Regions from separate parts of the Mus musculus genome. Here regions 1, 2, 3, 4 and 5 are each linked to region 6. A link is a contact called in public Hi-C, HiChIP or PLAC-seq and promoter capture Hi-C data. All regions are on one chromosome and are shown on one strand. The core of a region is the stretch at or near the end of the contact, and the rest is flanking DNA. Distances in the headings are between cores, read along the strand shown. Region 1 has its middle 38 kb from the start of Gm39031. Region 2 has its middle 5.7 kb from the start of Gm39032. Region 3 has its middle 8.3 kb from the start of Gm39031. Region 4 has its middle 36 kb from the start of Gm39031. Region 5 has its middle 59 kb from the start of Gm39032. Region 6 holds the start of B130024G19Rik (RIKEN cDNA B130024G19 gene).

What was found. Promoter capture Hi-C pulls out the DNA fragments that hold promoters and counts their contacts. A called contact is a pair of places that touch in the nucleus more often than the background predicts. HiChIP or PLAC-seq counts read pairs in DNA pulled down with a chosen protein or histone mark.
Region 1: a contact with region 6 is called in an H3K4me3 HiChIP or PLAC-seq map of embryonic limb bud, with 2.2 times the contacts expected there. The contact joins the enhancer-like site here to the promoter of B130024G19Rik in region 6. A contact is called at or near these places in 1 of 15 datasets of contacts at CTCF or cohesin (the NIH/3T3 cell line), 1 of 484 Hi-C or Micro-C datasets (nephron progenitors), 6 of 115 datasets of contacts at active chromatin or transcription factors (the SCID.adh cell line, craniofacial prominence, embryonic limb bud and 2 more) and 2 of 9 other capture datasets (adipose tissue and liver).
Region 2: a contact with region 6 is called in an H3K4me3 HiChIP or PLAC-seq map of neural tube, with 6 times the contacts expected there. The contact joins the enhancer-like site here to the promoter of B130024G19Rik in region 6. A contact is called at or near these places in 12 of 39 promoter capture datasets (the 3T3-L1 cell line, cranial neural crest, embryonic stem cells and 5 more), 1 of 15 datasets of contacts at CTCF or cohesin (the NIH/3T3 cell line), 18 of 484 Hi-C or Micro-C datasets (embryonic stem cells, gonadal supporting cells, liver and 3 more), 19 of 115 datasets of contacts at active chromatin or transcription factors (the NIH/3T3 cell line, craniofacial prominence, differentiating embryonic stem cells and 12 more) and 2 of 9 other capture datasets (embryonic stem cells and liver).
Region 3: a promoter capture Hi-C map of liver shows a contact between it and region 6, with 2.5 times the contacts expected there. The contact joins the enhancer-like site here to the promoter of B130024G19Rik in region 6. A contact is called at or near these places in 3 of 39 promoter capture datasets (the 3T3-L1 cell line, cranial neural crest and liver), 1 of 15 datasets of contacts at CTCF or cohesin (the NIH/3T3 cell line), 1 of 484 Hi-C or Micro-C datasets (myocytes), 9 of 115 datasets of contacts at active chromatin or transcription factors (the NIH/3T3 cell line, embryonic hindbrain, embryonic limb bud and 6 more) and 1 of 9 other capture datasets (embryonic stem cells).
Region 4: an H3K4me3 HiChIP or PLAC-seq map of embryonic limb bud shows a contact between it and region 6, with 4 times the contacts expected there. The contact joins the enhancer-like site here to the promoter of B130024G19Rik in region 6. A contact is called at or near these places in 5 of 39 promoter capture datasets (3T3-L1-derived adipocytes, frontonasal cranial neural crest, liver and 1 more), 6 of 484 Hi-C or Micro-C datasets (embryonic fibroblasts, nephron progenitors, trophoblast stem cells and 1 more), 13 of 115 datasets of contacts at active chromatin or transcription factors (the NIH/3T3 cell line, the SCID.adh cell line, craniofacial prominence and 9 more) and 1 of 9 other capture datasets (embryonic stem cells).
Region 5: a Hi-C map of uterus shows a contact between it and region 6, with 4 times the contacts expected there. The contact joins the enhancer-like site here to the promoter of B130024G19Rik in region 6. A contact is called at or near these places in 5 of 39 promoter capture datasets (the 3T3-L1 cell line, embryonic stem cells, liver and 1 more), 4 of 484 Hi-C or Micro-C datasets (adipose-derived mesenchymal stem cells, cerebellar granule neurons, gonadal supporting cells and 1 more), 11 of 115 datasets of contacts at active chromatin or transcription factors (the NIH/3T3 cell line, the SCID.adh cell line, craniofacial prominence and 8 more) and 1 of 9 other capture datasets (liver).

What each region holds. Positions count from the first base shown.
Region 1 is chr7:70,668,033-70,671,726 of GRCm38.p6, reverse strand. No RefSeq gene overlaps it. Among named protein-coding and RNA genes, the nearest start is that of Gm39031, 38 kb to the left of the region's middle. Within about 2 kb of position 2,431, at least 6 of the 459 cell types and tissues checked have an H3K27ac peak or open chromatin away from gene starts, as enhancers often do. A contact at or near this core is called in embryonic limb bud, where this site is marked.
Region 2 is chr7:70,794,423-70,798,349 of GRCm38.p6, reverse strand. No RefSeq gene overlaps it. Among named protein-coding and RNA genes, the nearest start is that of Gm39032, 5.7 kb to the left of the region's middle. Within about 2 kb of position 1,654, at least 8 of the 459 cell types and tissues checked have an H3K27ac peak or open chromatin away from gene starts, as enhancers often do. A contact at or near this core is called in neural tube and uterus, where this site is marked.
Region 3 is chr7:70,697,753-70,701,983 of GRCm38.p6, reverse strand. No RefSeq gene overlaps it. Among named protein-coding and RNA genes, the nearest start is that of Gm39031, 8.3 kb to the left of the region's middle. Within about 2 kb of position 2,328, at least 5 of the 459 cell types and tissues checked have an H3K27ac peak or open chromatin away from gene starts, as enhancers often do.
Region 4 is chr7:70,742,475-70,746,148 of GRCm38.p6, reverse strand. No RefSeq gene overlaps it. Among named protein-coding and RNA genes, the nearest start is that of Gm39031, 36 kb to the right of the region's middle. Within about 2 kb of position 1,963, at least 4 of the 459 cell types and tissues checked have an H3K27ac peak or open chromatin away from gene starts, as enhancers often do. A contact at or near this core is called in embryonic limb bud, where this site is marked.
Region 5 is chr7:70,858,709-70,862,636 of GRCm38.p6, reverse strand. No RefSeq gene overlaps it. Among named protein-coding and RNA genes, the nearest start is that of Gm39032, 59 kb to the right of the region's middle. Within about 2 kb of position 1,991, at least 3 of the 459 cell types and tissues checked have an H3K27ac peak or open chromatin away from gene starts, as enhancers often do. A contact at or near this core is called in uterus, where this site is marked.
Region 6 is chr7:70,363,819-70,367,939 of GRCm38.p6, reverse strand. B130024G19Rik (RIKEN cDNA B130024G19 gene) reads right to left here and starts at 2,557. Exons shown (of 11, transcript NR_045850.1): 1 at 2,449-2,557. It also overlaps a transcript of Nr2f2 not described here.

The sequences.
Region 1 (3,694 bases), core at 1,182-3,681, 300 kb before region 6:
GACTACCAGCCCAGGGATGGCACCACCCACAATAGGGCCTCCCTGCTTGATCACTAATTGAGAAAATGCCTTACAGCTGGATCTCATGGAGACATTTTGTTTTAACTGAAGCTCCTTTCTCTGTGATAATTCCAGCCTGTGTCAAGTTGACACACAAAATCAATCAGTACAATATCCATGTGGTTTTGGTTGGTAAGTAAAGAGTGAGACTGAAAAGCAGAAGAGTTCTACAATGAAGAGTCAAGGAGAGCTGTGCAAACTAGGGAGAAGTAGGCATAGAGAGGGTGATGCCTGTATAGAGGGGGTCCTATGACTTTAAAAACAAACTTTCTTCCTGAGATATTTCCTCCATCATTCCTTGTTTCTCATCACTTTATTAAATCCAATGAAGTTAGGAACGTGCCCTAGTCTCCCGCCAATACCACCATACTTTTGAATCTCTTACACCCAATGCATGTGCTTAGACACATTCATATAGTCTGAGAAATTCTGTTTATTCCACACAGCCCAACCACAGGACAGTGACACAGGGTACCAAATCTACCTTCATAGTCTTGTGTCAATAACACAGGCTGATATTCTCTGAATCCTATAGTACATATACAGTATCAACCTTCAAGATTTCACATTTTGTATATCTGTACTAAATTGAAATCTTTTTAAAAAGTTTACCTCCAAGACAAGACCACTTATTTGGGGTTTTTGGACTTTGGTAGAAATTTCTTATTTACTATTTCCTCCAGTGTTATTGGCAAAGAAAAATGAGACTGCCTTGGGGGTTATTATAAAGATTTATAGATATAGAGAGAATTCCAATAGAATGACTGAGTATGTACAGGATGCTCAAAAATGGCTGTTTCCCCTTCTCGGGACTTGTTTCTTAAATCTGTCCAAAGAGTGCTTTGTAAAAACTCATAACTTTTATACCTTCAGACATGTTGAGAGTTTTCGGTTTTACCATCCCTAGTTATGAAAGAATCTTGGAAAAAAACAGAGGTATAAGGACTATCACTAGCCCTCAGCCCAGGAATTCTGATGTCACTGGGGAGGCCACCAGGGCAGCATGATGTAAAGCTCATGCCTGGTAGGTGTCATCTAGGGGTTGAAGGTGGGAACAAAAGATTAGAGGGCTCTATGTGGGAAGATTCTGTTCCTAAGGTCCACATTTCTTGGATTCTTGCATATATATTACTAAGAGTTTCTAGAAGAAATGGGAAATCACTTAAGTACCCTCATCCAAACATATTTTTTTTCAATGTCTCTGTCAATATTCACGTGGGATATACCACTGATCCTGAGATTGTCAGAGGACATTTCTCCTAGATTAATAGCCTAAATTAATTAATTAGCTTCATTCTCTCATTGCCTTGACTTCCTTTCCTCTGTCTTTTCTCCCCACCTCCCAGCCACTGTCCCCCTGTGCCTTTGCTTTCCCTTCTGGAGGGATAATTTACCTCCTCCTTGAAGATTTGCCATTTCCCCCAAGAGTTTTGTATATATGAGCTATGAAGCTTTACTAATTTACATTTCTATTTTGAAGTCATATCTGAAACATACAGCCAAGAAAAAAATTCAACCTGGGATTTTACAATTATTTTCATTTTAATCTGGGGAAAACTGGAAGAGAATTTATGAGCAGCCTTGGAAGCCACTGCGAGAAAGCTCAGTGCTCCTTGAATCAATTAGACTAGGAGAGAGTTTCAGGAATGATGGCTTGAAATCAGTCAAGAAATCTGCAGTGGCTGGGTTCAGAGATGAATCAGTTGACACTGTGATAGTAAGCAAGGAGTCCATGACTCCATGTGTTTGGCTTCTCCGTGGTCACTAAATTCGAGCCTCCTGCAGTCAACAAAGACAAGAAAGAACTCATCAGCTACACCCATCAGTGAGTTATTGATGTCAGGATCCTCTGAAGTCCAAGAAGGCTTGTGTATGTTTTGTTTAAGCCTTCCCGATAGGTAAACAATTATCTCTAGCAGGCTGTAAGCTGTAATGAGCAGTTAGTATCTCCTTTATTCGCTGTTAAAGGGGAGAGTGGAGTAATGAGAGCAGAGAGGGTATTGTAACTAAATCTTGAACAATATGGCATGGCGAGACTGTTCTGCCTCTTCTTACCCGTATCTCCCCTCCACCAACTCCTCCTGTCTCCTCCTCATCCTGAAGGAAGAAGACAATTGACATGAAAACAGCTAAGCTAGGGGTTTGGGCAAATTAATCAGTATCTCTGTGGCTGCTCACTGTTTATAGAAAGAAGGGGGCCCCTAGATTCTTGATCCCAAGTAGTGGAGGGCTTGCAAGTCAGGGCCTTCTGCTTTTCCTACAAGCAGAGCTGCCTCAATTTAATTAACTGCCTCCCCATGCCTTGGTGTGACTTCATAGCCAGGAAGGTGTTTCCCAAGGAAATCAGAATGAAGGGGGTGGGCAGAATGGGGAGAGAAGGGGGGAAAGGTTCAGGAGGGCCATAAGGCGGGGGTTAACAGCACTGCTTAAGATCAAGGGCTGGAGTCCTGAGATGCTGGCAGACTTGAAAACTTTAATTTACTGTCACTGTTAGCCCCCTTTGAGGTTTATGGTGGTATTTATATACACGGCATCAATCACATGAAACAAGGAGGGGATTTATAGTTTGTTTTAAAGACTGCAAATGCAATGTAATGCAAATAGCTTGCCTCATGGGCATTTACGTTTAATGGGAAAATTACAGATGCAAAAGATTGGTAGAACAAATTTTAAATTGACTTTATTACATCTAGTGCTTTTCAGAGAATACTATTTAAAAAAAAAAACGCAGGAAAAAGAGCTGTGGTAATGGTGTTCTTCACTGTCGTCTGTCTACAACTTCAGGACCACTTAACTGACTTCTTTTCTTTCTTTCCTTGTCTACTTTTTTTTGGGGGGGGGTGGTTTTGGTTTTCATGTCTTCCTGCTATGTCTACAAGAAACTTGACTAAATGAAAAATTCTCAGGCTCATAAGCTGATAAGAAACTAGATTCCCTTTATTTGATTTCATGTTATTTTTTTCAGCCCCACCAAAGAATATTTTCATAAAACTTACTGGTTGTATATACGTTTTCAGCCTGCTCCAAAAAGGAGAGGTTAATGAAAAAAAAATCTTTTTAAAAATCCATTTAGGATCACAGGAAATGTGAAAAAGACAGTATTGCTCAGTGTCTCCCCTGCCCCCACACACGCATAGCCTCCCTTCACCAGAATGGTAATTCTTCAACGTGATGGTCCTACATTGATATTTTAAAATGGCCCAGAGCCCCAGGTGGATCTGTGTAATGTTCACTCTTGGTGAGATGCAGTTTGTGATCTGTGAAACAGACATGTCATAACCTACCATGCCTGAATTTGCCTCCCCATTCTGAAGATCATCATTACCCCAGCTGACCATCCATCCCTGGCCCTCTGCACTTGCAGCCACTGATCTTTTTCCTACCCAAAGTTTCAGATTTAGGAGGATGTCATACAGCACTAAGCCAGCGTTGTCTAGCTTTTGCAAATCATTTCAACTGGCCATATGAGTCTAAGTCCCATACCCCCACCCCACCTCTTCTAACCCTCATAATTTGCTTATGTTGGGAGTTGAGTAATATTCCACAATAAAACTGTTCCAGTGTTTATTGATTTCTTCATCTACTGAATATGATAATGGTTGGTTTTGAAGAAATTCTCCACCTGTCTTCCAAT
Region 2 (3,927 bases), core at 405-2,904, 430 kb before region 6:
TTCAATAAAGCCTTCCTCCATAGCAGTGTGTATTTGTCATGTGCAGGTCCACAGGCACTTGTGACTATAGAAGTAGTTGGGGTGACCATGGCGGGGACATGAAGAGCTGAATGTGAATTGGACCATAAATGCATTATTGAGGGTTTGTATCTTCCTTTGAAGTATACAGCATTAGCCACTGTCAGAGAGAAGATACCAAACCAGACAGTAATTGCAATAATGGAACAGACAAATGGTCTATATGCCCATTAAAGTCATCAACACCTCTAATTTTTGAAAGGGGCTTGTTTGAAATACAGTAATTGTGATTATGTTGCCCATAAAGGCTCTGGGTGATCAGCCATGGTCAGCCCAGTGCCTCTCTCGCATCCTTCTGGACAGAGCTAACAAAATCTGAATGCTAAAACACAATTTATTTCTGAACCACCTTAGAGAAAGGGGGCTTTATAATGTTTAAAAGTTGAATGTGGTATCATGTAACACTTTCCTTTGTAATATACTCTCCTCCCCCCCCCTCTCCCTCTCTCTCTCTCTCTCTCTCTCTCTCTCTCTCTCTCTCTCTCTCTCTCTCTCTCCCCAGGTCCATGACATGCAGCCTTTATTTAGAAACCCAAGAGTATTGGTTTCATCATCCCAGTACAAGCCAACTTTTTTGCATAATTATGCCACTTCCAATTCTCTGTTACTTTAATAATAATCTGCACACAGACACACAGACATTCACACAGACACATGACATACAAACACACACACACACTTACTTCTGTTTATCCTATAATGGCCTCTTCTTTTCTTTCTCCCTTGGAACTTTTTTGTATTTCAATGAAGTCACAATCAGCAAACGATTGATATCATCCATAGCATTTGTGGAGAGGAAACCTCACAGTTGAATGTTGAAAGAAAGTTAGCTTTCCAAAACAAGCCTTAGCAATGTTCTCTCAGAACCCTGCAAACCTAATTCTTGTGATAAACATGTTTATGTTCATGGAGACAAAAGACCAAGATATCTCAGCTCATCTCAGAAATCAATGGGCACTGAGAACAGATTTCGTGGAATGGGCAGACTGTGTGGTCTGTGAAATTCTTAGTTCACACTTAAGGATAGGAGCACTCCAGCAGAAGGGTTATCACATACTGGATATAAACACAGAAAATAAAAATAATTAAAAGGGCACCAGCTTAGTTTGCATTATCTTTCTTCTAAACAGTTAGCACTGAATCTAAAAATAACTATTGAAACCCCATACCACCTCCTAGAAAAATCATATTATTAAAAAAAACAAAAAACAAAAAAACAACAACAACAACAACAACAAAAAAACACCCTTTCATCTCAATTCTCCTGGCCTGCCCCAAACCAACACTCTTACTTCACCATTTTGTCTTTAACAAGCTCCTAGACGATTGAAATCGGTACACAGTGACATTTATGGACTAACATTTTACTATTTAATTATTCACTACATCTTCCCAGGTTCCTCTCCATTTCTGGCTCAACCAGCTTTTCTTACCAAGAGTAAATATATAAAAACCTACTGTTAAAACACTTAACAGGCCTTCTCTGTCACGGCTGTGAACTAGTGTCCAGTCCATTTGGAGGCCTCTCCTCCTCTTTCTCTTCCTTTGTTTAAAATATGCTGACCACACAGTGACCTCTCCTAACCCATCGGTCGAAAATTACAACCAGCCACACACACAAGCAGCTGGGGTCAGAAGGAGCAGGGTCTGCTAAAAGTTAGTAATCATACATTAATTCCCTGACATAATTAATCAAAATGAACCACTGTTATCTAGCAAGAAACCTTTACCCTATTACAAAGGGGTCAATTTGCGAACCACTTGAGCCTGGGAGTTTGGAACAAATAGCATACACCCTTCATCCGGGATGCCCTAAGTAGGGAAAAATGTCTTTGAAGTCCCAAATCTACTAGATTTAGATATAATTTCATCAATCAAGTTAAAAGCCTGCCTCCCTGCAGAAGGATTCCATGGAGCTCTGTCAACTGGCTCTGTTGAGTGGTGACTGAGAATCCATTTGTACGTTTTTTTTCAATCACAAGTCCAAGAGAGGGTCTGACCTGACAAAGGAGCCAAGAGTTTATCAAACTGAAGAGGAAGGAGAGAGATTTGTGGCGGGACCCGTTTCCCACTTGCAGGGGCAGTCGTAAATTGGCTGAGTGTTCTGCACACAAGGGTGTACGCTTTCATATTCAAGACGGAGCCTGCCAGGTGTTTAGCATCGAGATTTACACGGTACAGGCAGGAAGTCTGAAAAAAAAATAGAAGAATTAGATCTGTTGACCTGAAGTACAGAGGAGTGTGTGTGTGTGTGTGTGTGTGTGTGTGTGTGTGTGTGTGTGTGTGTGTGTGTGTGTGTGTGCACGCACTGAACTCACTGTGGAAGCAATGAAGAGAGGCGTGTTTAGATATCTAATGGCAGGAGATGTGAAGCTGATATGTTTTGGGCAGTATGCCGCTCATCAATTCCTTTTGATATCTTTAGAGACTGGAGGAGAATCCAAGGCTCGCCCCTCTCAAATTCCTTCAGTTGTTCTTGTGACATCATTAATGTGGTTAGAAACTGATTCTAATGACAATATTTTAAAAAAGAGACAAAAACAAAAACAAGGACAGACTCTGAGAGAGGGGGATGGAACATATCACACATTTCAGAGGAAAATGACATGACCAACTTCTTATATTGAGAAGTTCAGAAAGATGTTGGCATTGTCTATGATCGCCTAGAAAATAGATCCCAGTGGAGTGACTATAGCTTTTAACTGTTCCCCTCAATCCTGGAATCCATCCACTACCAACAGATTTCCAAAATCTTGCTCTGTACTTTTTCCCTTTTGTCTCAATGCATACCCATTCATATTAGACATTTCAGTAAACTTGTTTACTTCCATGGGCTCAGATATTTGCCAAGCAATTCTTCAGTATTAGTATAGCCATATTGATCTGTAGATGTGGAAACTTAATATATATTTGATTTGTCAAAGCCAGTACTTACTTGACTTGGAATTCATTTTCCAGATATAGAAGAGGAGGCCCAAGAACACACACCTGCTATGATAAAGTGTCAACTTGATAGGATCTAAAAGTGCCAAAAAAGAAGAAAAATCTCTGGGCATGTTGATCAGTGACTGTAAAGATTAGGTTAATTAACTTGGGAAAAAATCTATCCTAAATGTGGGTGTTCTTTACATGCTCTGTGGTTTCAGACAGAATAAAAAGGAGATAGTAGTAAGGAAAAGCTTTTGCCTGGGCCTTCTTCTTGACTGTGGATGCCACATGACCAGCTGCCCAAACTCTGGTTGTCATAATTTTCTGGCCAGGATAGACTATATAAAGAAATCCCATTTCCTTGAGTGGCTTTTGCCAAGTGTATTGCTATAGCAATGAGAAAGTAAGCAGTGTGTTGACCCAGTGGCTGAGGAGGCATTCAGATCCACATCCATCTATCTCCAAAGGAGCCCAAGTCCACCATGCCAGGCTCTTTTGAGAATAACATTTTAGGGTCAGGTTCAATTTTAAAAACATAGAGTAATAGATTCAGAAATAGTTCTATGTAAAGAATGAGGCATCCAAAGAATAAGCAGAAAAACATCCTCAGAAACATACCTCAGTTTGTTCAGAGTATAACCCACTGCCAATCAAGGAGAACTCGCTACCATGCTTCCTCCAGTCATTGATTGAGCAGGATCCAGGAACTCCTGAAAATCAATTCTGTTCTTCCATCTCAAGCTTCTTGTGCCTTCTGACTACTCCTAAGGTTAGATGGTCTCCTCAGGGCCCCAAGCCCTTTCCCCTCGACCTGGAATGTTTTTATCCTTAGGAGATTCAGTTGGTGGTTTAGCATCCTTCAGGTTTTAATCTTAATGTGTCAGCCTCAGCAATGATGCCTGGCTCCATGGCTGAAGGCAT
Region 3 (4,231 bases), core at 1,079-3,578, 330 kb before region 6:
AGATTGGAAACACTGGTAGAAAGGCTCATGGGATGACACATCTGCCCAGCAAACCTGACAAACCTGACTTTGATCTTTGGAACCTGCACAGAGGTGAAAGGAGAGAACTGACTCTGCATGGCACATGCCTGTCACATACACATCACATGTATATATTTAATAATACTAATAATATTTAATAACTGTCTTGAAAACACAGTCCCTTCATTGAACTAACTTTATGATGGTCTCCTCATCTTCTTGTTTAGAACAGGTAGTCCCAACATTGAATATCCTCTATAGTCTGACAGTGAATTAAATCCTTTTAGCTTGGCCTCTCGCCGCCCAGTTCTCTTCTGCTACTTCTTCTGCTGTGCATTGAGGAAGTCTAAATGGTACCCTATGCTGAGTTGGGAAACTGAAACCAAGCCTTTGACCTTGCAAAGAAGTACAAAGCTTGCATCCTTGCTTAAAGCTGGCAAGCAAACAGATAAGGGCAGTGCCAAAGGCTAAGGATGAGACAGCATCCAGAGCCCTTTATACTCAGGCCTGTTTCCCAAGCATGCTGCCCTTGTTTTGGTGGTAACTCTGCTGTCACTTCTGTAACTAAAGAGCCTCCTCATCTCCTTGCCTCACCAAGAGAAGTCCTACTTACTCTCACAGCCAATCAAATCCCCAGTGCCTGAGTGGGTGGAGCTGATCAGTCCATTTTCTCCAAGTCAGATACTGAGACTTGTGGAGATGAGTAGCCATGGGTTACAACAACATGCAAAAAAAAAAAAATGATTATGGTTAAATGCCAAAACAAAACCAAAAAGAAACGAAAAGAAAAAAGAAAAAAAGAAATTTCCCGAAAAGTACGTTTCAACTAGATCTCTCATTTTAAAGAAGGGAGGGGGGAGCAGAGAGATGATTCTGTTCGAAAAGCACCTTCTGCAAAGCCTAAGGACCCAAGAATTCCTGGAATCCGCATGAAGATGGTAAGGGAAAATGGACTCCAGGAAGCTGTCCTTTGAACTCCACATGCCAACCCTGACGCATGTACTCACACAAGTCTTGCACACGCACAAGATAATAATAAATCTGAAAATATTTTCACGTCCCACCAAAATTGCGAATATGAAAAAATACAGAATTTATATGACATAAAAATATCCGATTCTCACATTCTATCTCAAATCCAGTGCTCTGGGGGAATTCCCTGATAACTGGCCTATTTAGCAAGAAATGTTAATGTTAGCGAGTGTGTCTCAACCTGAGCAGTCCCTGGGCTAGAGATAATTTTGGAAGCTGGCCCAGCAAGTTGTGCCTAACGTGCCTGCTAGGAGTTGCCATCATATACTGATGTTTGAACCACTGCCCAAGCCAGCTTCCCCTGAGCAGAAAATTAAATGCTGGCCTAATAAATTAAACGATGCCTTGACTGCCCCAAAGAATAAAGGCTGCCTCCTAAGACTGTTCTTTAAAAGGCACAGTGTGGAGAATGCTGAACTGACCAAACAGAAAACAGAAATTTAAGCAAAGCCATGCAATCACATGGGCCTAAAATCAGAATTTTCTGCTGCATTACATCTGGAACCATTGAAGCTATAAAGATATTTCCATCCTATGACTGAATACACACAATAAAATGAAAATGGCAAAAGACAGACAGATCTCCAAACCAGGAAAAATGCTGCCTGACACCTCTAAGTTCCTAGATATATCAGTGGGCTGCAGCAAGGTCTCCTCAATTCTTTGAGACCAACCATTGTTAAAACCCAATTTTTAGCTCCAGAACCTTTTTGCAAAACATATAGTTCCAATCCCCAAAGAACACTGCTGGCTCAGTGCTATGGCCTTCGTCATTGATCTAGAGGCCCTCCAGACATTGTCAGAAACCCTACAAATAGGGCAAAAGCAGGTTGAACCTTCCTGGTGTAAATACTACTTCCTTCTTAATTCGTCTTATCAAATCTACCGAGGAAAAAAAGCCTCACGATTATCAGAGTTGTCAAAATGGAAGATTGTCAGAGGCTAGACTCAGTCAAGGTCAATAGACTCCATTTGAAAAGATTGGCTTCTCAATTCGAGATTCACAAGAGAGGTAAAAAGAAACAGAAAAACACAGAGAAAGACAGACAGAGAGACAGACAGAGATTGAGAGACAGAGAAAGGCAAGAAGAAAGAGGAAGAAAAAAAGAGAGCCCTCTGAAACATCTGTGAGCTCAATCTGGAAATGCCTGAGTGGACTGACACTCGTCACTATTGGCCCAAGGCACTCCTTCTTTTCCCACAGTGACTTCTGTAGGTGGTTTCCATAGCACAGTGCAGGGCTGTGTCTCTTCAGCAAACTTCTTCACAGCAGAAGGGGCAAACAGGGTTTCATATAACTTCCTGTTTCTCAGCAGAGCCAGGAGTTTCTCCCTCCTCTCTGTTTTTGTTTTTGCCTTTATTCTCAAGGAGGGGGGGAGGGGCGGGGCAAAAACCTGGAGATGGTTAGAGAAGGAAAAATAGCTTAATTAGAAGCAGAGAATCCTCAGAAAGTTACATGGGGCCTAAATTTGCCTTCCATTCTCTTCTGTTTCCACCATGCATTTGAGAAATTTGAAAACATTCTGTCAATTTTGGAAATCATAAAGGGGAAATTTAGCATGTGCACACCCTTTTATTTTGATGGTTTATGCTCATTTCCTTGAGGCAGAGGCCCTGGGCTGATTTAACTTTGGGATTATTGTATTGAGAAAGGTATTCAGGTTTAAGATTTTCAGATGAGACTTTGGATTTTTGGTTGACCTTTGACACGACCTTTAACAGGAAGTGCCTCCAGAGAAGTAACTTGCCTTATTCATCTTTATGACCCCTGCACCCATCATCACAGGCCTGGGCACAAAGTGGACACTCAGAGAGTTTATTGAGTCAACATAGGTTGAATGTCACAACCCCAAACTTTCATTTACCATCTGTAAGAGATAATGACAAGAATTCACAGTGGAGTAGACTGCGTCCTTCAAGCTTTTGTCAAATGTTTAGAAATTAGCTCCAGAAAGAGTGTTGGTCCCTTAAGAAATAGTATGCCAGGGGTGTGGGTTAGTTTTGAACTCTGTCTTTTTCTGTATCAGTGTTCTCCTCCTGGAGGGATATCCACCCTCAATAAACTTCAATGCTGGGTTCCAGATTGGAAAAAAAAATGTGCTAAAAACAACCAGTTAATTGCATAAAATAAAAAACCATCTCTTAGAAAGCACCAGGTAGCTGAGAAAAGGACTTAATTTGCAAACTGATAATAAGAAAAGGCTATATAAGGCTAGAAGATGTTCTCACCCTTGGAACGTATCCCAGAGGTCAAGTGAATGGCAGTTGAGCCTCTAAGTGCATTAGTATGAACATATGCCTTAATGTGGAACTATTCAAATCCCGAAGCCCGGACAGTTTTATATAAACAGCTTGGTCTCTCTGAAGAGCAACCAAGTAGAATCCCCTATTCATAGATATCCTTTCCACGTGCCCATGGCACACTCTTTGGGGACTTCTTTCATGAGAGCCCTAGCCTGAGTGTTCCAAAGACCCTAAGAGTGTCTGCCATTGCTATACCCAGTATAGCACTCGGAATGATAAAGATCGCTTCACTTGTGATTAACAAGCGTGCATTGTTTCTTATATGTAACTGCGGGGAGAGAAAGACCCTTAAGAAATGTCTCTTAAAAATTAGTAATTTAATCTTCATTTGAGTGCTGCTGGGATTCCTGATGGGCTCTGAACACAATTGCCTCAGCCACCTGGAAACTTACTGGGAACCCTTCTCAACCTCACACAGTTAAATTGGTCCAGAATTGCATTGGAATACAGAGTCCTCAAAACAGCTCCCTGTATTTTGCTTTCTTCAATCCAAGCAGAAATGTTCTTAGATTACCAATTGAAAGTAGGATCCACAAGAAAGTGGGAAAAGAAAATATTTAGGGGAGACAGGGTTCATGTTTTGAGTTAAAAGATGGTAAGAAAACCTTCGTTTTCATTTTGTGATTCTGTGCTGTATTGCACCAGACAGGACATGGCATGACTGGCTGCTGTTACCACTGTGTCGCACACCGACAGGGCAGCAAAAGCGAAGAGGAAGGCTCTGTTGGGATGTGGGAGAGCAAGCCGGGAAAGGCAGGCAGGAGAGAGCCGGTCAGGGAGACAGAAAGGAGGACAGGACTGGGGGAAGACTTGAAAAATTAGAGCAGGAGCTCGGAGCACTCGAGAGAGCAGAGGAAATGACAGCTGAAATTGG
Region 4 (3,674 bases), core at 714-3,213, 380 kb before region 6:
CTCCTTTATATTTATATACAGCTTTCTTCCAAAAGCTGTGTTTGGTAGCCTAGTTGAGATCTAGCAATATTCTAACACTCCTCTCCAAGGTGCTGATAAAATTTGAATAAAAAATAATGTAATACTTTCAGTTATTATCACTTTCTGTTGGTACCTTTAAATACTGGAAGAAGCATCAAAGAATTAAAGGAAGGAAGGAAAGAAGGAAGAAAGGAAGGAAGGAAGGGAGGGAGGGAGGGAGGGAGGGAGGGAGGGAGGGAGGAAGGAAAGAAGAAAGAAAGAAAGAAAGAAAGAAAGAAAGAAAGAAAGAAAGAAAGAGAGAGAGAGAAAGAAAGCAGGAAAGAGAGAAAGAGAGAAAGAAAGAAAGAAAGAAAGAAAGAGAGAGAGAGAGAGAAAGAGAGAGAGAGAGAGAGAGAGAGAGAAAGTGGTAGGAGCTGCAAAGTACATTTTGAGTCAACTTACATCAACTGTGGAAGAAAATGAGGGGTAAAGACAGTCTCTGTTACAAGTGAGACTTTAATACTTTAAAGTCTCAATGGCCTTTCTATGAACAGCAGACCCCAAGGGAAGGATATGAAATAAAGCAGGTAGTGTCTATTAGCTTGTCCACACTCCTGGCTTCAGCAGGACAGTCTTCCCAAGGTGAAATGACTCCATTTGCCTTTGGCTCTTTTTGAACCCCAGACAACTTGGCTGTGTCTAGTTTTTGTTTTTGTTTGTTTTTTTTAATAGGAGTCACAGTTCTGTCCTGCAGTTACCCTTCTCTCAACAGCATGCAAAACACTTCACTATAGAAAGAAGGGCGGGTGTGGCAAAGCCATGGGATGTAGCTGAGCGAATAAGCCCTTATCCATGCGACCAAGGGGTCACCTCAGGCTAAGCTCCTAAATGTATAGAGTAGAAACAACAGTGCATTCTGCGATGGGTTTTGCCCATGAGACATGATTGGACCTGCAAGGTAGACTCTCCAAGGAAGGAGCTGTCGCCAGTGTGGCTTTCTCCCCTCCGTTCTGTTTATTTCTACATACCCGCACTTAAAGATAAACCTCGGACAGGTGTTTTAGCCATTACCCAACATACTTCTGGATTCAATTTCATTGTCTTCCATGAGGAATTCTGTTCTTGTCTGCTTTTCTGTTGTATCTCTCATGACTAAACTGGTTAGAAAGAGTCCATGGAGAAAATAAATAAATAAATAAATAAATAAAATAATTAAAAATCTCACCACCGTCTTACAGCATAAGTGTAAAAGGTGAACAGTGTAGCTCAAAGCTCAAGAACAAAATCCTCATCTGCTCCCCATTGTGAGAAACCTCATCAGAACCCAACTCCAGCTCAATGAAAATCCTGGGTATTTTAAAGCGGGCGTATTTTAAAATGCAGAGGTCAAATCAAAGCTGTACACACCTTATACACTAAAAAAGAAAAAAAGAAGAATTTATTTCAGCACTCAGGTCAGCCACGCATCAAAAAGCATCGGATAGACAGGACAGCGACTCACAAAACAAAGTGCAACCAAACAAACGAACTCCCCCACCCACCCCCCTCGGCGCACCTGCTGGAGATTCCTCCTCGCAGGCTTCGTTTTTTCGAACCTAACTTATATTTGATAGGGTGTTGTTGCAGCTGCGGGACCAGGGTGGTTTATTTAAGTGGCTCCAAATGCCTGTCAGTGTGGCAACCAGCTGAATACATAAAACAGGCTCTCCAAACCCTTTATGGCCAGGGTCAGAGTAAATGGAATAATAAAATCCAAATGCTTTTGTCTCATTTTCCATCACCCAACCCCTCCGCATAAATCTGCAGCTTCGTGGTGACCTTCGCGATCGGTGCGGGATGAGGCCGCGCTTGGAGATACATTTGGTCTGCATCTTGGATCTTTAAAAGCTTTTTCCAATTAATTTTAACTGGCTTCCATAAGGATCAAGTACAGCTTCCTCCCCTCCCACCACCCCTCTCTGCCACCTTTTTAACCAGGCAAGTGACAGCATTCTCTAAGACTCATACAACAGGTACCAGCCCGTTAAGCTTCCATTCTCCAAAGACAAATTGTGATTGTGGTTCCCAGGATGTCTGCAAGGGGAAAGCCACCCTTACTTGCAAACGTTCCCAGGCCAGCTTGGATTTAAGGTGGTAGCGTCAGCTCACACTGCTACACATCATCTATGTGAAGTGCAGAAAGCCTTCAACTCTGTCTGAGAACACATCTAATTCGAACCCTGAAAATCAGGGCATCTGTCCTTAGAACCAGCTGAAGGAATCCCTTGTCTTATTATTGAATTAACATTTTGAAAAGATGCTGTGGGGGGTTTGGTACCAAGCATTTCAGAACGGAGGTTAAGAGACAAAATGACTATACTCGGAGAGGAACGTGAGACCAGGTCCTGAAAATCTGACTGGAGACCTTTTTCTGCCACTAACCTTTCTTCCCCTAAAATGAGAGCAGAAACCAATAGGACCACAGCAAAGCAACACGGGGTTTTAATATTTGCAGTCGCTAGAGAAGTTGAGCTTCATGTTTCATGTTTAATCTTTGTCCCGGTTTTGGGTGCTAGCTTTGGTGAGGGATACAGCTCTAAATAAAATAGACTCTGAGTTCTTCGAAGGTTTATAACATTCTAATTAAGATGATAGGCACAGGGGTTGGGGTCATGGATTGGTGGGTAAAGTATTTGCCAGGCTAGCATGAGGACCAGGGGTGAGTAACATGACTGTGGTCGCAGAGTTCTTAGGAGAGATGGAAGTCAAAGGTAGGAGAATTCCAGTTGTGTGGCAGCCTGGCACATACAGCGCTGAAGAAGGGACTCCATCTCAAATAACATGGAAGGCAAGCACTGACATAAGGATGGCCCTCTGATTTGCACTGGCAAACACATACACACATACAAACACACAGAAAGCTATACATTTTGACTAGAAAACAAACCTGACTGATTTGAAGTCAGAGGAGCTATTGTAACAACTAAGAGAGGTACTTTATGTAAGAACATCTGACCAGGCACTCACATGAGCAAGTGCCCCCCCCCCCACTCATTCCCACTGTACCATGGGAGACATCCCTGTCTTCTAGTTCATCTCTATTTAGCCCCTTCTTGTTATTTCCAAAATCGCATTATCCTTTGCAGTTGTATCTGCCTTTCAACATTTCTGTTTCTAAAACTACAATTAATGCATAAAGAAAGGAAACCTCAGGTTAAAAATGTTTGTCTAAAACTTCAGTGTGTTTTACAAACCTGTAGAATGTTCGAGAAGGAAGCAGACTTGTGTCTACTTTGATTTTATGCCATCTGTGATTATTATGGATGAAAGAAAGGCGGAGGAAACTGGTTCCAGGTAGGAAATCCAGTGTCCAAATCTATGGCAGTCATTTGGGAAGGTCTGGTTACATCTTCCACCTGTGCCAGGGGTTAGATTTGATTCTCACAGGACGTTGTATCTGAGGACTTTCTGGATGGACCTTCCTCATTCAAAACTCCTTCCATCAGTGTGTAGAGCCCCACCTGTCCAGCTTCCTCATGTCTCCTTTCAAATTAATCTGAGGGGTCAGTTAAATGCAAAAAAAAAAATACCCTTGAAGCTGATATTCCCATTGTAACAACTGAGATGAACTGAATGTTGGAGTTTAGTTGAAGTATGGAAGAATTAGTCTCCAGCCTAAAGTCAGCAACAGTGTC
Region 5 (3,928 bases), core at 742-3,241, 500 kb before region 6:
TGTTTTTTCTTCCTTTCATTTGTTTTCTTGTAGGAGAAGGTTGCAAGGGCAGAGTGTAGTTCTGGAGGGGCAGGGAGATGAGTGGGATTGGGGTCCAAGATATGAAATTCTCAGAGAATTAATAAAAAGTTTTAAAATATATATGTGCTAGACTAAGTGCTCCATTTCCCACACAAAATCAAAGAGCGTCTCAAAATTAGCCTTCTTCAGGTCCTCGTGGCTTCTCTATGAACTGGTGTTATTTATGTGCTTAACTCCTCATCAGGACATTTGGGGACACTGGAAAATTACAGATGAGCGAGGTAGGAGGTCTCAGCATGGGAGTCCACTTCCGTATTCCTAGCTTTTGAAACATCAGGGAGAGCTGTGATTTTCCACAGCATCCCTTCCACGGGAGTATAGAGCCTGCAAGCTTTCTAATTTCTTCCCCAGAACTTGCAAGGTCTAGGCACGTAAGCTTCACTTAACCATAATTGTACTTCACCCACAAGCTCCAAGGAAGGCCTGTGATGCCCATGAATAGCTCAGGAGAAGATGGGATTCCACAGAAAACTACACAAGAAACCTGAAGACCACATTTGTGACTTTCGGGATCTCTGAGTCAGACCACTACCCACTCCCAGTGCAGAGAAAAATCTGATCGTGGTGATTGCAATATCCTTTTCTTTCAGAAATTAAAGTTCTCTGTGATAACTGGTAGCTCTACCCTAAGAACTTTATAGTAAAATTAAAGGCAAATAAAAAAAATGTTTCAGGGTGAGTATTTGTGTTAACCAAAGACTTTTCCTTTTTACGATAAAGTTCCCTATAGAATTCTTCTAAATGGTAAAGTCCCCTGGTGCTTTTAAACGGTTGTTTACAGATCATTAACTACTCACAAAAAGGCTGGCGGAGAAAAACCTGCCAAAGTATGGGAATCTCTCATTGATTAACCAAATTTAAAAGGATGTCGAAGAGGGAGAATCCAGTTTGCCAGAAATAAATTATTCAGAAGCAATTTTGGAAGAAAAATTTTCATGTATCTCACCTCAACATAAGATTTATTTCTTGTAGGCAAACAGAGACTACATCATAATAACACTGAAATATTACGGTATTACATGATGCTATTGAAATTTGACACTATATTATCCAAGTATTCCTATGGTTTCCAGGTTTCATAATACTCTAGTGCATAGCATTTAGTCACTTCTATCTGAATTATAAGAACGATTGTAAAAGAATTGCCAGATTTAACGCACCCAATGTTTTGGGAACACAAACACTTCAGAAAAGTTGATTCCAACACACATCCACTTTATTACAAAGTTCTCCTAGCAGCTATTCACTCATGTGACTATAAATAGCTTAACAAATGATTCCTAAAGCTTTAACTGAAAAGACTGTGTTAGTTATATTAAAATAACTTGTGTGCCCATATTATTTTCATCATTCAGTCTTTCTACCTATACACCAGGCATCGTAGCCCTTGCCTGCCTATTGTTGGTCTTGATCCTTCTTGAATTTCCCAGGATTTGAAGACAGCTTAGGAAAGACATCCCTGGGTAAGGGTGAGAAAAGTTTCTCTTCCTTTTCCCATTGCGTGTTCTTCTCTTCCCAGTGTTGGTATTTTAATTTTGCTTATGGTATTTTAACATCGCTGAACTTATGGTTCATCTGTTTGGGCTTGCAAAATCTGTTCCCCAGAAATTGCCCAAAAATTTCATTTGTGTTTTCTCTTCTGACTTTCTGTAGTTGGACTAAGGACCTCAAAAAGTCCGGCTAATGAGGCCACGCTCACAAGCTCCAGAATTATTTTGCAGAGTTCTGGGAAGCCGTGAAATGTTTGAAAGTTCTTCATCCCCAGAAGTGATTAAAATGGAAGTTGAGTGATATTTATGATTATAGCAGACAGGATCTCATGCGATAAAAACAACAACAACAATCTGGGATATCTTGACCGAGCGAAGCTAAACAAAATGGGCCTTTAATGGCTTTGAACAACACACAAGTTAATACGCCTTGGCCAAATGGAAAATAGCTCAGTTTGAAGCTGTGCTCCGAACAAACTTTACTATGAACTTTTGCCCTTTTGTATTTGTTGCTTTTGTTTTTGTTTTTCTCGAAAACCTCCTGGAAGTAACATGTAATAAGAAGATAATGTGTCCCAGAGATGAACTAAATCTCCTGAATTCTTTGCAGTTATGATCTTGGGAAAAATGTCTCCCCCAGAGCCCCTGGCCCCAAACCTATCTCACTGCCCAGTTTAATATGGCTGAGACAGTCTTCCCATATCCCCAGCGCCTATATGAATCATTTTCAGTATTGAGTTCTGATCATTATATACAAGGTCACTTTTTAATTAGAACAATATAGTAAAACATATGCTTGGAAGATGAATGAGGTACAGAGCTAGCTGTGCTACACTGAACCCTTTTATTGGAAAGCCCTTAAAAATAATAAGCACCACGTATAGTCCAGGGGCCTTTGCAACATATTTCAGTGCAGCAAAGTGCCTGCCATGGAGAATGAGCACCCTGTTACAGTGAGCAATCATTTGGCAGCATAGGTTATTTTAATGGACACATCACTTTAAACGAAGCCTTCGCCATCTGTTCTGCCCTCTAATTACAGATGCAAAAGGAACATAATTCACAATTGCATCATAAAAAAGTAAGATATAAGTGATTTAAATGCATGTGTATCTTCTTTATTCAACCCAGCACGCAGCTGTTATGTTGTTTTCATGTTTCAAACACAAATGAGCATAGAAATCGCTCGTCTCTGATGGGGTGAAATCTCTGTTATAGGCCGTTTTGGGGTGTGGATGAATGGAAAAGTGTGGTATCCTCCGACAGAGGTGCCCCTACAGCTGATGGAGGAGATGTTTGTCCCAAATCCTAATTTTCAGTTGGCTCCTGAGCAGGCTCTGGCATTCCAATGACTACATAGGTAACTACAGTTTTCTCCTAACCACACAGTGTAGCTAAATCTTCCTTCGGTATAAGGTTAGTACACCAATTATCCCTGGGTCAAAGAGACCACCTGGACTTGAGCCTGCATGTGCTTAAACAGTGTTCTTATCATGAGACTCAGGCTTGTAGGGACCTTTCTTCTCTCTCCTTTAGTCTCAAAACTATATTTCACAATTCCTTTGTATATTTAAAATTAACAGTTATTTATTTAGGTGAAGAATATCTTGCTACAAGAGATTCAAGGTCACCTTCTCAGTCCCTGTTAGTCCAGACACAGCCACGGTGTCTCTGGAACACAGAGCTTCTTCTTAAAGAAAAGTTCATCAGATTCACTGTACATGCGCTCGATCTGCTTTCCAACAAGGAAGCTGTACAGCTTAACAACAGTTTCATAGAATAAAAGACTTGCTTCTTAGCGCTCATTGTTAAGAACTGGCACTAAAAATGAATTAACAAGTGAGAGGTGTGAATAAATAGTTTTAAAAGCCAGGCAGAATTTTAAAAGTCCATGCTGTAACCCTGTTGGTAATAAGAAAATAACACCCAACGGAAGTTTTTCCTCATGCTAAGTTTTTCTAAGAAGGGTGCGTGCTTTGAGTAGTTGGTAATAAATGGGTTCTTTAAAAGTGTAGGTTAAGTAGTGTAAAACAGCAGCCTTTCTGCCAGCCTAATTGGCATTAACAACTATGTTCTTTTCACAGATTAATTGGAAATAGCAGTTGGTATCGCAGTCTCAATACCAAAATTACAGTTATTGCATCCAAAGGTACATAATTTATAAGATTGTATGCTACATGTCCGTATGTTATTATTACCATAAATTGCATGCATACTGTACATGCAGACATATGTGTATATGGATGGTAGAGGATATTCAGCAGAATGTGATCATACATATTTTTACAGGTGGGGGTGTTTCCGATTGGTCAATGCCCCTGTGGACAGTGGTCAATATTTTTCGTATTGCTTCTATA
Region 6 (4,121 bases), core at 1,308-3,807:
CTGGGTGGCGATGAGTTGCCAGGTCTAATTGGTCTTTCATTAGGTTATCCCAGGCGCCCAGGCTGGGGAAGGTGGTCATCGATCAGACCTGGCATGAAAAGAAAAGGAGGCGGGAGAGGAGAGGAGAGGGCCAGAGAAGGGGAGGAGAGAGGCCCGGATTTAGATCACCTTCACCTGCCCAGAGCCCGGCCTCCCTGTTGGAGATCCCTCGACCTTCAACTAGGATGAAGGGGGCGGGGCAGAAGGGAGGGGGCATTACTGAATTACACACGTGGCCTCCTTCTAAGAGACAGAGTGCACCTCCTCTTCGGAGGAGTCCCACCAGCTATCCACTCTTTGTAACTGATGAGACAAACCGCAAGGAAAAACTTCTGTAGCCCATATTTATGGTATTAATGAATAGTTTAAAAAAGATTTACACTTCTTATGATCAATATTCTGAGTTATTTCCCTCAAAGTATATAATTACAGTGTCTTCAGAGTTTCATCATTGTTTGAGGTGGCAAAACCATTTGTAATTTTCATTAGCCAGTAAACATGTAATTAACATTCAGCACTGTGTTTAACTTAATTCCTGTTTAAGACAGGGACAAGAAGCAGTGAAGAGCGTTCGTTCCATTTGTCAAGTCTGACATACATCTTACCATAACAGTTTCCTAAAATAAAAGATTCATGTTTCCCCATTCTTCTCCTCTTAAAACAAAACAAAACAACAACAACAACAAAAATCCATTAGTTCAAACTGTACTAAACTGCAAGAGACAGCTCAGTCTGCTCTCAAGTTTTGCCAGTTATTGTATCTCTGCTTCTTTTACTCGTTTGGGGGAATTGATAAGGGGAGGGGTGAATTAAGTATTCATTATTTAAAGGCATGAAATAGGGGAACCCCTCCTCCCAAAAGAAATAGATTTCCTCTTCAGGAAAGTTCTAGAATGGACAGTAGAAAGGGGAGGGAGGCACTAATCCACAGGGGAGAGGAAGAAAAATCATTGGGGAGGGGGGACTTGAGTTAAAAGTAGAAAATGAGGATTCCAATTGATTCCTAGGAAAAAATGTTGGCCTCCTGTTTCAAGTTCTATCTTTGATCCAGGGTGAGAGGACCGTGTCTGCCAGTCTTAGGCTGCAGCTCCCCCCCCCCTCTGGTTTTTCCCCCCCAACTTGCTTTAGGATTAGCTTCCATCCCTCTCAACCCCAAATGGTGGAATTTGGCTGTGCCTCGGGGTTGTCCTGCTTTGCAATATTGCCTATAGTTGTTTTCGGTTTTCTGCTAAGACTGAGCCGGGTTGCTCCAGCCTCCGACTAAACTCATTAAGTTGGGAGATTTTTTTTTTTTTTTCAATTGGAAGGGTGTTTTTAAAGTCTCCTCTTTCCAGCCCCAAACAAGGTGTAACAACGCACTCTTCCTTCTAAGGCATCAGATGAGAGACAAGGATCACTCCAGACAGCTCCTACCTACGGTTTGGGGTTTTTTTTTCTTAAAGGCGAGGCTTGCATTCCTCAGCAGCTATGTACAAAGCTCCCTGAAGCTGTCTCTCTCTCTCTAAAGTTAGTGTGCAGGCTTTTCCAACGGCTGAGAGCGCCTGGTACACAGGGAAGCAGTTCCTTGAGGTGGAAGATCTCTTCTTTCACCTTTCTTTTTCCCTGCAGACTAATGCCTACTTTTTTATCAGTTTGCACAATCGCTTAGATAAACACCGAGGAGGAGAGTCTCTTTAATTATCAAAGACACATCTTTTCAGGGGGCCAACAAAGCATTTATTTCACCCGCCAAACTAAAGGAGAGTTATTCCAGTTTAGAAGGAAGATGCAAGCGGTTTGGGACCTTGAACAAGGCAAATATGGTTTTGGTATGTTTGCTTACTGTATTTTTTTCTCTTTCTCTTCTTTCTCACTTTTCTCCTTGTGCTGTGTGGGGTTGGGGATGACTTGGGGCTTTTCAGAAAATCGCTTTGCTAACGTGTATGCAATGCCTCGGACTGTGGTTGAAGGGGTCTGGGGGAGGGTGGGGGCAGTCAATTCAGTGCGTTGCCATATTTTATTACATGTATGTGGTAGCAGAGGTGGAAGGGGGGGATACAATTGCAAAGCTGCCAAAATATGATTAAACCGAAGCATAAAGACTGCGGTTGCCTCCCATCTCCTCGTCCTGTCTTCTCAAACTCATTTCCTTCCATAGAACTGACTGAAAACCAATCCTATATGCCTGGTTTTCCAAGCAGCAGATTGTCTAGGTTTGCTAGCGAAGGGGCTGCTAGGCTGGCTTTGGGTATCAGAATTTCCTGTTCGATTTGCCTCTGCGCTTCATTTTGCAACCTTGTGCAGCTGACATGCAGGCAGGCAAGCAGGCAGGCAGGCAGGGACCAAAGCCTTGCCTGGCGCCCTCGGCCGCGGTTCCGGAAGGAGAGCGCTCTGTTAAGCTAGGAGAATCTCAAGGAGAAGGGTACTCACCATCGGGCGGGGTGGTGAAGCTGGCGTGCGGATTTCAGGCAAACGTTTACCTTTTTGCTGTCTATTGCAACTGCGCCGGGCTGACTTTAGAAGCAATTCTGTGCTCTGTGCAAAATGTTCATGGAACGGTTCCTCATTAAAAAAAAAAAAAAAAAGCCAGCGAGAGAGACGACAGAGGCAGAAAGAAAAAAGAGAGGAGGGGTGAGGGGGACGCACATAAACCCAGTTTCAAAAAAAAAAAAAATCATCTCTTCACTAGAGACTCCGGAAACGTAGAGGCAGCGAGATCCCAGCACAGTCCAACCAAGCCACAACCAAATAATTTTCAATCCTGAAGAATTATTCAGATTAAAATGTACAGAAGTTTCATTCTCCTATGCCTACGTGAGCCCCAAGTCGTTTCCCTTTAAGGGCTCCTTTTCTTTTAAAGTTGGATTTTAGGCAGCAAGGACTCTTACACTAGGGGGCAGACAGATACTGCACTTACTTCAATCTTAAGCAATTTTTTCCCTCCCAGCATATGCTCTGATTTAGCACTGTAAATTTTTCAGAGGACCCAACTCTGACAGCCCCTGGTGATTTTCAAAGTACCACAAGCCAGTGGTTAAAAATTGCATTGACTTGGAAGTTCAGAGGGACACAATGGAAGCCCCTTCTCTATTCACGGAGCTCCAGTGTGGTGGAAGAGAAAAACACACACGACTAGATTGAGGGAAAGGAGAAATTCAATGGATCCTGGATTCTACTGAGCTCAGAGTTAAACTCGGAATTGCTGGGGTCTGTATTCATATTGTGATTTAATCTGTAAAGAATTACAGACTAGCCAACCACTTTCTGCAAGGAAACCATATTCCTGGGAGCTGAGGATATATATTTTTTTCATATTAAGACAAATGTTTTCCCCTAACTTTGACCAGTCAAATAAAGCTTGCCACCATTCTCATTAAAATAGATTTACATTTGCAGTAAAGGGCTTGGCTGAGTTTTTAAAAATAATAACATATAGAGTTGTATCTTTTAATTTTAGGACTTTTAAATCTTAGAGTTAAGACAGCTGAGCATCTTTAAGAAGGGCATTTAAAAATATTTTTGCTCCTCCCCATCCCCAATTCGGCTGTCCTGTCTCTTCATTCTCTCAGTAAAATTAATTACAATTCATGTGGTGATTTTTTTCCCTTCCCTTTCTAAACAGCATTTCTATAGCTAAATGAGTCCTAAAATACAAAGTGAAGCACCTCTAACTCTGTGGTAGTTATGTGCCTAGCTGGCTGTAATTCTACAATTCATATATACATATATATATATATATATATATATATATACATATATATATATATTTGAAGTCTATAATTTCTTTAGCTTGAAAAATGAGGAACACACACACGAAGCTTCTCCTCAAAAATCACCTCTTCGTGTGTGTGTGTGTGTGTGTGTGTGTGTGTGTGTGTATGTGTAAAAAGTAATCTTGACATGGAAATGGCTGCACTGGAGAGGCAAGATTAACATTTCTCCATAATCAATTATGCTCATCTATTAAGTCGAGATGGGGCTACCTATTAAATTTCCTGTGTCAGCCTCAGTCTCACTATATGCTGAGCTTGCCTCTAATCTGACATTTGCAGTATCAAATAATTCCTTAAATCAGAGAAGTTTTTTTTAAAGACCCACAATTC